2 separate regions of the Mus musculus genome follow, and region 2 is linked to region 1. Evidence: chromatin contacts called from public HiChIP or PLAC-seq data. All regions are on one chromosome and are shown on one strand. The core of a region is the stretch at or near the end of the contact, and the rest is flanking DNA. Distances in the headings are between cores, read along the strand shown.

Evidence for each region. HiChIP or PLAC-seq counts read pairs in DNA pulled down with a chosen protein or histone mark.
Region 2: a contact with region 1 is called in an H3K27ac HiChIP or PLAC-seq map of microglia, with 5 times the contacts expected there. The contact joins two enhancer-like sites. A contact is called at or near these places in 1 of 39 promoter capture datasets (the HPC-7 cell line), 3 of 484 Hi-C or Micro-C datasets (all in embryonic stem cells), 10 of 115 datasets of contacts at active chromatin or transcription factors (bone marrow-derived macrophages, differentiating embryonic stem cells, embryonic stem cells and 2 more) and 1 of 9 other capture datasets (embryonic stem cells).

What each region holds. Positions count from the first base shown.
Region 1 is chr8:83,175,688-83,181,335 of GRCm38.p6, reverse strand. The region is part of intron 1 of Tbc1d9 (TBC1 domain family, member 9); the gene reads right to left. Among named protein-coding and RNA genes, the nearest start is that of Tbc1d9, 13 kb to the right of the region's middle. Within about 2 kb of position 2,970, at least 53 of the 459 cell types and tissues checked have an H3K27ac peak or open chromatin away from gene starts, as enhancers often do. A contact at or near this core is called in microglia, where this site is marked.
Region 2 is chr8:83,415,992-83,421,086 of GRCm38.p6, reverse strand. It overlaps Clgn (calmegin), which reads right to left. Exons shown (of 15, transcript NM_009904.4): 9 at 770-883; 10 at 518-668. Among named protein-coding and RNA genes, the nearest start is that of Scoc, 24 kb to the left of the region's middle. Within about 2 kb of position 2,641, at least 5 of the 459 cell types and tissues checked have an H3K27ac peak or open chromatin away from gene starts, as enhancers often do. A contact at or near this core is called in microglia, where this site is marked.

The sequences.
Region 1 (5,648 bases), core at 1,721-4,220:
ACAAGACTGGTGCTTTTTTTACTCCTTTCAAAGATGGGTGTCCTCTACAAGGCTGTCTACTTTCCTAAGCTTTTGTTCCCCTGAAGGTGTGTGTGTGTTGGAGGTGGGGTGCTGTATATGTGGATGCATATGTCTGTGTGCTCCCAGAGGCCAGAGAAAAATACTATCTCCACTCTGTGTAAGCACTATGGGACCTCTAAAACAAAGGTCTAGTTCATGAGAGTAAGGAATAAGAAAAGATGCTTCCTCAAGGACTTTATAATAGTCAGTGCTCAAAATACTGTACAGAAAGTTGACCATAAGCATCAGAACAGTAAAGACCCAGTGGCCTTTACAGGAGTACCTGCTCAAGTGTACTCAGCTAAAACATGGGATTATAAACAGTCCCTGTGACAAACTAAAAGACCAGCAAACGAGGGTGCAAGGTGTGAGATTTTTTGGTCACCAACAGTTTTTTTTTTAACTTAATTTAACTTGTGTGTGTGTGTGTGTGTGTGTGTGTGTGTGTGTGTGTGTGTGTGTGTGTATGCACGTGTGCACGCATGGGTATGTGCACATGTGTGCAGATGCCCTAGGAGGCCAGAAGAGAATGTTGGATTCCTTGAAGGTGAAGTTACAGGAGGTTGTGAGCCACCTTATGTGGGAATAGGAGTTGAACTTGCAGCTATGAAGTATATCAAGAGTTCTTACCTGCTGAGCCATTTCTCCAGAACCTTCAACCAATGTTTTTATTGGCCCTAAGGAAGGGGAAGGGATCCCAAGCCATTATAAATATGTCCACGAAGCACACAAGCAGAGGTCCTGAAATGTGAAGATGTCATGGACAGGTCATGTGGGCAAATACCCACTCTGCAACTGAGATGACAGTGAGCAGATTATAGAGCTCTGAGAAGGATGGTCTGTAGGCTTATTACTTTATAAAAACAAAACAGCATGACACCCTATGGGGATGGTTCAGGATCCTCTGTCAAGTGGGCTGAGGAAAGGGGAAAATGTATTTAGCCAGGGAGTAGGGAGGGGAAGGAGGCTGTCTTAGGTAAAGGCCAGAGGGCAAGTCTTCCTAAGATGACAGGTTACAACTCAGACCTACTTGAGAAGCTGGAGGTAGTCTGGTTGCAAGCACAGACTCACAAGGGGATCTGCTGTTCTTTCTCCAGAGGACTAACCTCCAAAAACTTTAAGTAGGGAATGTGGGCCTTCAGCACAGGCTGCCTTGTAGAGCCACACAAGTCACAGAGATGTAACTCACAGACAGTCACTAGTCAATAACAACTGTACGAGGTAAGGTGCAGCATCTCTTAACCAGTCTCCTAATTTGCATACTCAAGGCTTCACCTTTGAGGCCTGAACTGGCTTAGCCCCCTTGCTGGCCTTCCCAGGCTCCGACCCCACTCCTTTTTCCTCTCCCTGTTTAGCCTCTTCCCTTCTGATATCAGTCAAAGCTAAGCACACAAACTCAACGGATGCTTGCTGCTAGCACATACTTTTTCTGAGCACTTAGCTTCCTTACTGGTCACAGAAGGAATATCAAACCTCTTGGGTTGTTACAATTTTGAAATTAGTGGATCTATGGAAAGATCTCAGCAGAAGGCCAGACCCACAGGACTTATATAAATGTTATATCCTCCTCCCTTAAGCTTCTGTAAGAGTAGTTAAAAAATAGCGATACAATCATAGACTAATGAAAACAGACAGCTACAGTAACAGTGTTAAATTTTAGCTTTAGATGACTTAGATGCAAAGATTTATTACAAAGATGCTTCTAGAAATGTGTTTTACATTTTTCATTATACGATCGACAAGTAAGTAAATGTGCTAAAGTGTAGAGTGTCAGACTGAAGTGAACTCATGATTTTCCCCTTATGTTTTAGTCACAGAGTTCACAAGTAAGTCTACTAATTTATAATAATGAATAATATATGCAAATATAATATAATTAACATAATTATATACACATATGATATGAATGAAAATATAAATAATAAATATATCTTATATATTTATGTATAATAGAGACAATAAATGCTAGAATGATAAATAAAGTAAAGTAATATGTAAAATGTATAAAGATATAACATGAATAGTATATAAAAACAAAATAATTCACCTAAATGTTGTATAATAGATAATATAAATAATATAATAATTAATAGTTAATATAATAAAAGCACTTTTATGAAAGATTACCTTTGCTACTAGATTAGTGGATCTTTCCATAGATCCACTAAATTTCTTTCCAAATTTTGAAGTTCATACAATTTCTTTTATTAGGAAGTGCTAAGGTCAAGTGTGGTAATGCTTCCTACAATTCTAATGCTCAGAGGGCTGAGGCAGGGAGAGTCCAGCTGAGATGTGGGTAAAGGCGCTGACCAAAAAGTTCAGTCCCCAAGTTCTACAAAGTGGAAGGAGAGAACAGATTTCCTCAAGTTGTCCTCTGATTGCCAAGTGTGCATGGTGACGCACGTGCACATGAGTGCACACACACATTCAACACACCTTCATACACACACTTACACATACACAGTTACACACACGCACTACATATACCAAATGCAATTGAAGAATATTACACAAGAGTTCAGAACAAGCCTGGGCTTAAGTTTTGCTGTCACTAAACATCACAGAATGCCGATGGGGTGGAGGAGAACCAGATAAGCAGAGCTCACGTTTCCTGTCTGAAGTGTAAACAGAGATCAATCCTTGAGCTGCATTGACCTTCAGTCAAGCAAACTCCTGCCCAGCGAGTCCCAGAATGCTGAGACTGGGAAAGCAAAGCAAAGCAAAGTGTGCCCCAGTTTACATTTCCCAGGCCGGTGTCACGCCAAGGACTAGTCACCTGTCTGTGCCCCCAAGCCAAAGTCAGAAGAGTCGATTTCACTCAAATGGAAGTTTCTCAGCACAGGCTGCAGTGGAGATTTAAGAGAAACCAGTGGCTCTGAGAATTAACTTGGCTTCAAACAAACCAGCGGGGGGCGGGAGTGTCACACAGGACAGAGGCAAAGAAACATAAAACAAGAAACTCAAAGCTGTCTTCAAAGCTATGCGGTCACCAAGCCCTCTGGGAAAGAGGACACAGAGAAGAGCAAAGAGAAAGGGGCAAAGGGAAGTCGTGGCCTCAGCTAAGGATTAATCTAACAATGGCTTTGAAGTCTGGCAACTTCTCTGCAAATTCACTACGAGATTGAATTAACTATGCTTGCTGTAAGACAATGCTAGCCATTTCCCCACAACAGGAAGCACATACATGCGCATAGACCGTCACTGGGCTAGCCTTTACCTCATTATAATAGTAAGGATCACACCACAGGCAGAGGATGTACCATCATAATGAGGCACACTATGAATGAAGAACCATGACAGAGGGGGACAGGGCTCATGCCCACATCCAGTCACACTGGGAAACAGCTTTCTCTCATTGAAGTCAGCCTGAAATTCTCTCTCCCTTGTGCTCTCACACAGTAAAGGGTCTGGTCCCTGCGGTTCTGTGCCTCTGACTCAACTGAGAGTCAGGAGCCACTGGGTCACTAGCAGATCTGCTGAGTGGACTTCCATAGCTCTGAAAAGATGTGTAAAATGACCTAAGGGAAAACTGAAATGCCATTAAAGCGAGCCAGAGGTTGGGGCAACATCGGGCCACTGTAGGCAGTGACTGGGCTGTCCTCTGTGCCTGACAGGAAGGGAAAAATCGGATTAACAACTTCCAGAGTCCCCTGTTTCAGCTACAGTGAGAGATGAGGGAGGAGACTGGCGGATTTGAGGTCCTCTGTCTCCCACCCAGTCCTCCCCCTGGGTCATCCGTATCCAAAGGGATTCAGGGGATCGGTCCTGTGAAAGGGAGAAAGGGAGGAAAAGAGGAGAGGAGAGCCACTGAGGACTGCTTACTGACAGAGCTGCTGAAATGTGCACAGAAGATGGGGTGGGGGTGGGGGAGTGAGACGGGGGGGGGGGCAGGGTGGTGGTGGTAAGAAAAAGAAGTGGAAGCAGAGAAAGTGGAATGAGGTAAGTAGAAACAATGATGTCTCAGGGTCTTACCTCTCTGCAAAGCCTATATATATCTGCCATAACTGTGAAACTGCCTTAATGTCACACAGAGAGACATTTACTTTAACAGACTGCTTTAAAAGAACACCCCCATCTGCATCTTCCATTTCATCCCCATCTGTCTCCCCCCCCCGTCTGTCTCTCCCCCTCCACCCCTATCTGTCCCCCCTTCCCCATCTGTCATTCCCCCTTCCACCTCCATCTACCTCTCCCCCTCTCCACCACAATCTGTCTCTCCCCCTTCCACCCCATATGTCTCTCCCTCTTTACCCCTATCTATCGCCCCCACCTTATCTGCCTTTTCCCCTTCCATACCCATCTGCCTCTCTCCCCTCCAACTTCCATCTGTCTCTTCCCCACTCCATCCCATCTGTCTCTTCCCCCTCTACTCCCATCTGTCTCTTCCCCCCCCCATCTCCCCTCCTCCCCCCAGCTGCAGAGTTCTTCCTTCACTAACACACTGGTGAAGTACAACAACCACTCCTCCATAAGCACCTGATAACACAGACCAGGGGAGAAAGACAATGGGCTAGCAGCCATAAAGGCTCCTTTTACAAATTTATTGCTACACTCAATCCATATCAAGAGTACATCCTATCAGTGGGGTTTGCTGCAGCATGCCCAACACTCATATGCTATACTTTGGCCCCATTTTTCCCAACCATCCTTCCCATGTTTCCTCTACTTCTGATCTTCCTGGTCCCCTCCCTGTCCCGAGTGTCCCTCTACTACTTTCAAATCATCTGATTTCCACACATGATGGATGAAAGCAAACCCGGTGTACTCATCTTTCTGTATCTGAGTTATTTTGCTTAACACAACGACCTACAGCTCAATTCATTTTCCTGCAAATGACAAGACTTTCATTCTTCTCTCTACTAATATTCCATTGTGTCTGTGTGCCATGTTTTCCTTGCCCATTCATCTGACGATGGGCACCTAAGCTGGTTCTAGTGCTTGGCTATTCTGAGTAGGTCTATGCTCAGCATAGGTGGGCAGATATCTGCTGAATCCTGACTCCATTGCTTACAAATACATCCAGCTGTGCACACACAGCTGGGTCACACAGCTAGGGATGCTTTTTATACTTCCTTATAATGTCCCTGACACTGTCTGAAGCAAGTGCTAAAAGGCTAGTTAGCCGCATGGCAGACAAACCAGCAAAATCTAAACTCTCACAGGAAGAGAAACGTTGCAAAGCACATTGGACACAGCAAGAGAAACATGTTGTCTGCTTCATAAAGAAAATGCAAAAACAAAAAACAAAACAAAACAAAAAAAACGAGTGGGGAAAGTTGTGCCAAGATGAACATATGAAGAAAGGCAGCGGGGGGAGACAGACTGGAAGGCTTCAGGAAACGAACGGCGCATGCTCAGGCACATGCTCAGGCCAGCAGAGAAAGACGGGGCTTCCCTTGCAGACAGAGCTTGCATCAGAAAAGCCCGCTAAAAGAACGCAGGAGCAGGTGCCATGAAAGTGGCTATCAAGGGCTGGACACCTCCTGGCACGCGTGTTGGGGTTCCCCTCAGCTCACCAGCCCATCCATTCTCAGGAAAGCTTTTTCTTTACTAATAACTTTCTGTTTCTGACTTGACTGTGTGTCTGT
Region 2 (5,095 bases), core at 1,392-3,891, 240 kb before region 1:
ATCTCTCCCTTCACTCTCTGTCTTTACCTCATCACTCCCCAATCTGATCCCCACCCACCCGCAGTCCACCCATAACATCTATTCTATCTTCCCCTCCTAGGGAGATCCATGTAGTCCCTCTTTCCTAAATTAGTTGGCTTTCTTTCTTTCTTTCTTTCTTTCTTTCTTTCTTTCTTTCTTTCTTTCTTTCTTTCTTTCTTTCTTTCTTTCTTTCTTTCTTTCTTTCTTTTTGGGTTTTTGTTGTTGTTGTTGTTGTTGTTGTTGTTTGAGACAGGGTTTCTCTGTGTAGCCCTGGCTGTCCTGGAACTCACTCTGTAGACCAGGCTGGCCTCGAACTCAGAAATCCGCCTGCCTCTGCCTCCCAAGTGCTGGGATTAAAGGCGTGCGCCACCACACCCAGCGGTTGACTTTCTTTAACTTCATAAAATTACAAATGAGACTTCTAAGAGCTGCAGACACTGGTGAGGATGAGATAAAACGATCCGACCTTACTGCAGAACGGGGACAGTGCTATCACCTGGTAGTTAGGATTATTGATCATTGGTGGTCTCCAGATTCCTTTGTATTTTGGGTTATCGATCATGGGAGGTTTCCATTCTCCACATCCAATCTGACAGGCTGGATTAGGAATATGTGGTGCCTCCCATTCTCCATCCATGTCGTCACTCCTGCAATGATCAGATATTAGCTCCCAGGCTTTTAGGAAGCAATGAGAAGTAGTAAATAATCAAGATACACTTGGCACCTCGTGAAACTAAGGAATGCTCACCAGTCCTCAGGTTTCTCAGCTTTAGGATTGGGGATAAACTTTGGTTCATCATCAAGCCAGCCATCAGGTTTAACAGCACTTGAGTCTTCTATTTGGGCAGGTTCATTTTCATCCCTGTAAATACATTGTTACAACAGTGAATTTACTCTTCTAAGAAGTTCTTAAATACACATGTCAAAATGTCCAGAAGGTACCATGGCAGTATGTCCTATCATTTGGCCTGTGAGCCTACTAAGGGCATTTTACAGGCCAACACACACACACACACCCCACACACACTGTTCCCTTGTTGTATGTGGTCTCCTGTTCCATGCACACACTGCACACACTTTTTTACATAAAGGATAACACTGCATACTCAGCAAGCTCAATTTTGCCTTTGCCACTCAAACTCAGTCAAAAGTTATGCCCTGGCTGCCTTGTGACACGGTTTGCGTTGTGTGATGGAGGCCTGGTTCCCGGTGAGGTGAGCTTAGAGGAGGGGTGCTGCATCATGAGGGTTTTGATTCACAAATTAATCTATTTTCAGATTCCTAGCTTAATGGATTTCAAGCAGGAGATCCTTCTCTGCTTGCTGATGTCACAACGTGGCCAGGGCTGTTTCACAACATGCTTCTTTCCAAGGTGTCCTGATGGCACAGCCAGCGACAGTGGAGCCGGCTACCTCTGGATAGAATGGCTGACACTGAACCCAGGTATTTCTTCCTCCTGTGTTGACTCCTGAGTGTTTTCTGTCGCAGTGAAGCAAATCTAACCCAGACATTTGCACCGAGGACTGTGCTCGTTTCCACAACCACCTCCTACCATGTGGCTCAGAAGCCTGTGGACCATGTCTGTGTGTGGGAATGGCTCGGGAACGTCTCAGTGCAGACTCAGTGTAGAAAGAGCTTGCAGGGCCAGAAGCAAGAGCTCAGTGGGCAATCCTGTCCAGAGCTCAGGCAAGACAGGCGATGCGGAGAGGAATGTCGATAGTGGGGCCTAGTCCAGATATCCAGGAGTAAGGACTCTCCATCCAAGCTAGGTACACACTTCAGAGCGAGTGCATAGCCAAGCCATTCATATCTCTCTAGGCAGCTTATTTAGTTTACATTATGAAATCAGCCCTTTGTTGACTATATACTGTAAAAATATAATCTTTCCTCTTTCTACTTTTCCAGGTTTTAAAAATATCACATTTAATTATTTCTCTGTATATGTCTGTGTGCGCGCACATGAGAGTGGACTCGTATGCCACAGCACACAGGAGGTCAGAGGTCAGGGGACAACTTGTAGAAGCTGGTTCTCTCTTCCAGGTGGGCTCCAAGGTGGAACTTTGCCCATCAGGCCCAGTGGCAGGCACCTTTACCTAATGAGTCATCTCACCAGCACGCATACGTTTAAAATAAAAGTTTCTGCTCTTCTCCCTCTCCACTTCCATCCCCTCCATCTCCCCCTTCTCTTCCCTTCTTTTCTCTTCCCTCCCCTCCCCTCCCCTCTCCTCCTCCCCTCCCCCTCCCCTCTCTTCTCCTCCCTTGCCCTTCTTTAGACAGGGTCTCATGTAACCCATGCTAGCCTGGAACTTTCTGTGTAGTCAAGAATAACTTTAATGTCCTGACCCACCTGCTCACACTTTTCAAGTGCTGAGCTACAAGTTTCTAACACGGTGCCTGGCCATGACTCTATTGTTCCTTTTGCCATACACAGACTGTATGTTTTCCAGAAGCTAAATTAATTAGCATTTTATGATTTTTCTAATTCATGTCATATTTTAAAAGATTCTTCATACTCTCCGATACCTCTAGCATTCTAATTTAGAAAGCAACACTGACTTAGGAAGAAAACTCTGAGGGGCACGAGCATGGTGAGTGTTAGGAGAATGACCATGACGTCACCGTAACATTACCGCTGCGGAGATGGGGACGCTGTGACCCCATCTGCTCACTCATGGCTGCAACACAGACTAAACCCAATCCTATTAGTGCACAGACTCAGCCTACCCGACCTCAGGGACATTCTCTGAACACTCACAAGCAACCAGACGCTGGCTTTTGACAAAGCCTTTCTTTTGGTATCTTCTAACAGAAATCTAAGGCATTTGCCAAGCATGAAGCTGTTATCTACAGCTTCTTCCTCTTTCTGGGTCTACAAGCCTGAAACAGTGTGGGTTCGCAGGGGACGCACCCCTGTACTCAGGACTCATCAAGAGATGCTGGGAAGTGGTTTGCTCCTCCTGCCCTTTGCAAAGCTTGTCTGAAGGGAAAGGCAACCCCACCACGGACAACATCTCTCTGGATCTGCAGTACTTGACATGTTTGGTTTTCCTAAGAACAAGACCCGTGTTCTGTGCAGGTGGTTGCATCAATGTTTGCAAACACATGACTGGAGGAAATGACTTTTCACATACAGACAAAGAAAACAAAATCAGGGATCCTAAGATCCTGGGTGTGTTAGAGCACCTGGAAGTGGTACCTCCTCTGGGGGCAGTGGGACTGTCTGCTGAGTTCACGCCCAAGGTGGCCGGGTGCTGGCACTGACCAGAAGGAACAATGGCAAACAATGAAACACACATGCATGGAGCTGCCGGGATACCCAGTAGAGTAGCAGCCAAATCTACACATCACACAAACTGCAGGCCTATGTTCTAAGAAGCTCAAAGAACAGGAAGACACCATGAGGAAAAAGACATTTATATCAGAACATAGCAAAAGCAAACATCTGAAAACTGGCAATGTGGGAGAATACCTTAGAATTGAAAATAAGTGACAAGCTGGGCAGAGATCATCCACCCACCATTACAAACTGTGAGCTTTCAGGAAAGGGGTGCCTCGTCAGAGGCCGCTGCTCAGCCATGCTTAGTAGTCAGTGAAAACTATCCTTAAAAAACTACACTGATAGAAACACATTTTCAGCATGTCACAGCAGGGAGAACTCATGGGAAGCAGGGAAGAAAGAATTGAATGTGTGTTGCCTGCAAGAAACCCACTTTAGGGCCAGCAAGATGGCTCAATGGATAAAGATGCCTGCTGCCAACCTGAATTCAATCCCCAGGACCTGCTTAATGGAAGGAGAGAACTGACTACCTCAGGTTATCCTCTGACTGTCACAAGGGCATTGTGGGGCACGCGCGCGCGCGCGCGCGTGCACACACACACACACACACACACACACAGTAATAAAAATATTTGACAAACTAAAAATGCTACTTCAGCAAAGAATTGATAGACACCGTAGTGAAGGACCAGATGCCGAGAGGTGCAAACCGTGAGGTAAGACAGTGACACTGCAAAGCTTTTACACTCAAACCAAAACTAAAACAAAAACTCGCAAACACAGAGATCTAAATGTAAAGCAGCTGAAACCCTCCCACAAGGCTGGAGGGACTGCACAGGAGCATAGCCTGAGACAGGCTGGCAACTTCGCATTGGTTCACACATGCGTTCTCAGAACAGTCCAGCAATTCCGTGCCTTGGCACCTACCCTCCAAAGTTCTGCCTGCAGATTTCTATTACAAATTTACTTGTAATTCCTCAAAACTGGGAAATCGGGGGTGGTGGGGGTGGGGGACTGGAGAGATGGCTAAGAGCACTGACTGCTTTTCCAAAAGTCCTGAGTTCAATTCCCAGCAACCACATGGTGGCACACAACTATCTGTAATGGGATCTGATGCCCTCTTCTGGTGTGGCTGAAGACAGCTACAGTGTACTCATATACATGGAATAAATAAATAAAGCTTTTAAAAAAAAATAAACTGGGAAATCATGGGGATTTCCATTAACTTGTGAATGGATGGAGCAATCATGACGTATGCCCAGTGCTGTGTGACTGCTGCAAACAGAGGCACCAACACCAGGCAGGCATGGGACCCAGACCAAGAAGCCAGACCCTGTAAGAGTCCATTTCTGCCAAGCTACAGGGATGGAAACCCCATCAGGGGTGCAGAATGCTGCTGGGTCCTGGGAAGACGAGGATGCCACAGACCCCTGTGTGTCCATCAGAACCCACAGAGCTGTGCATCACTAATGCGTTTAGCAGCATACAATTTATACTTAAATTGTAAGTAGTACCCAACAAAAGAAACCAAAAAGATAGTAACAGTGCTGAGCAGGTGGGTGTGAGTCAGCACCAGCCCCTCACTGTGACTGAGAAAGTACAGACAAGACAGGCATGTCAACAAGCATGTAAAAACCATGTTATGGTCTCACAGGAAGCTTTTTTAAAAACTCTCAGGATTTGTATTCACACCTTTGTGAAGTGTCCATCCAGCTAGGGGACAAAAGGGTGACAGAGTGCTAATTCTAGACTCAGCTATAAAACATGGCAGCCATTTTAGGGGTGCTGTCTCTCTTT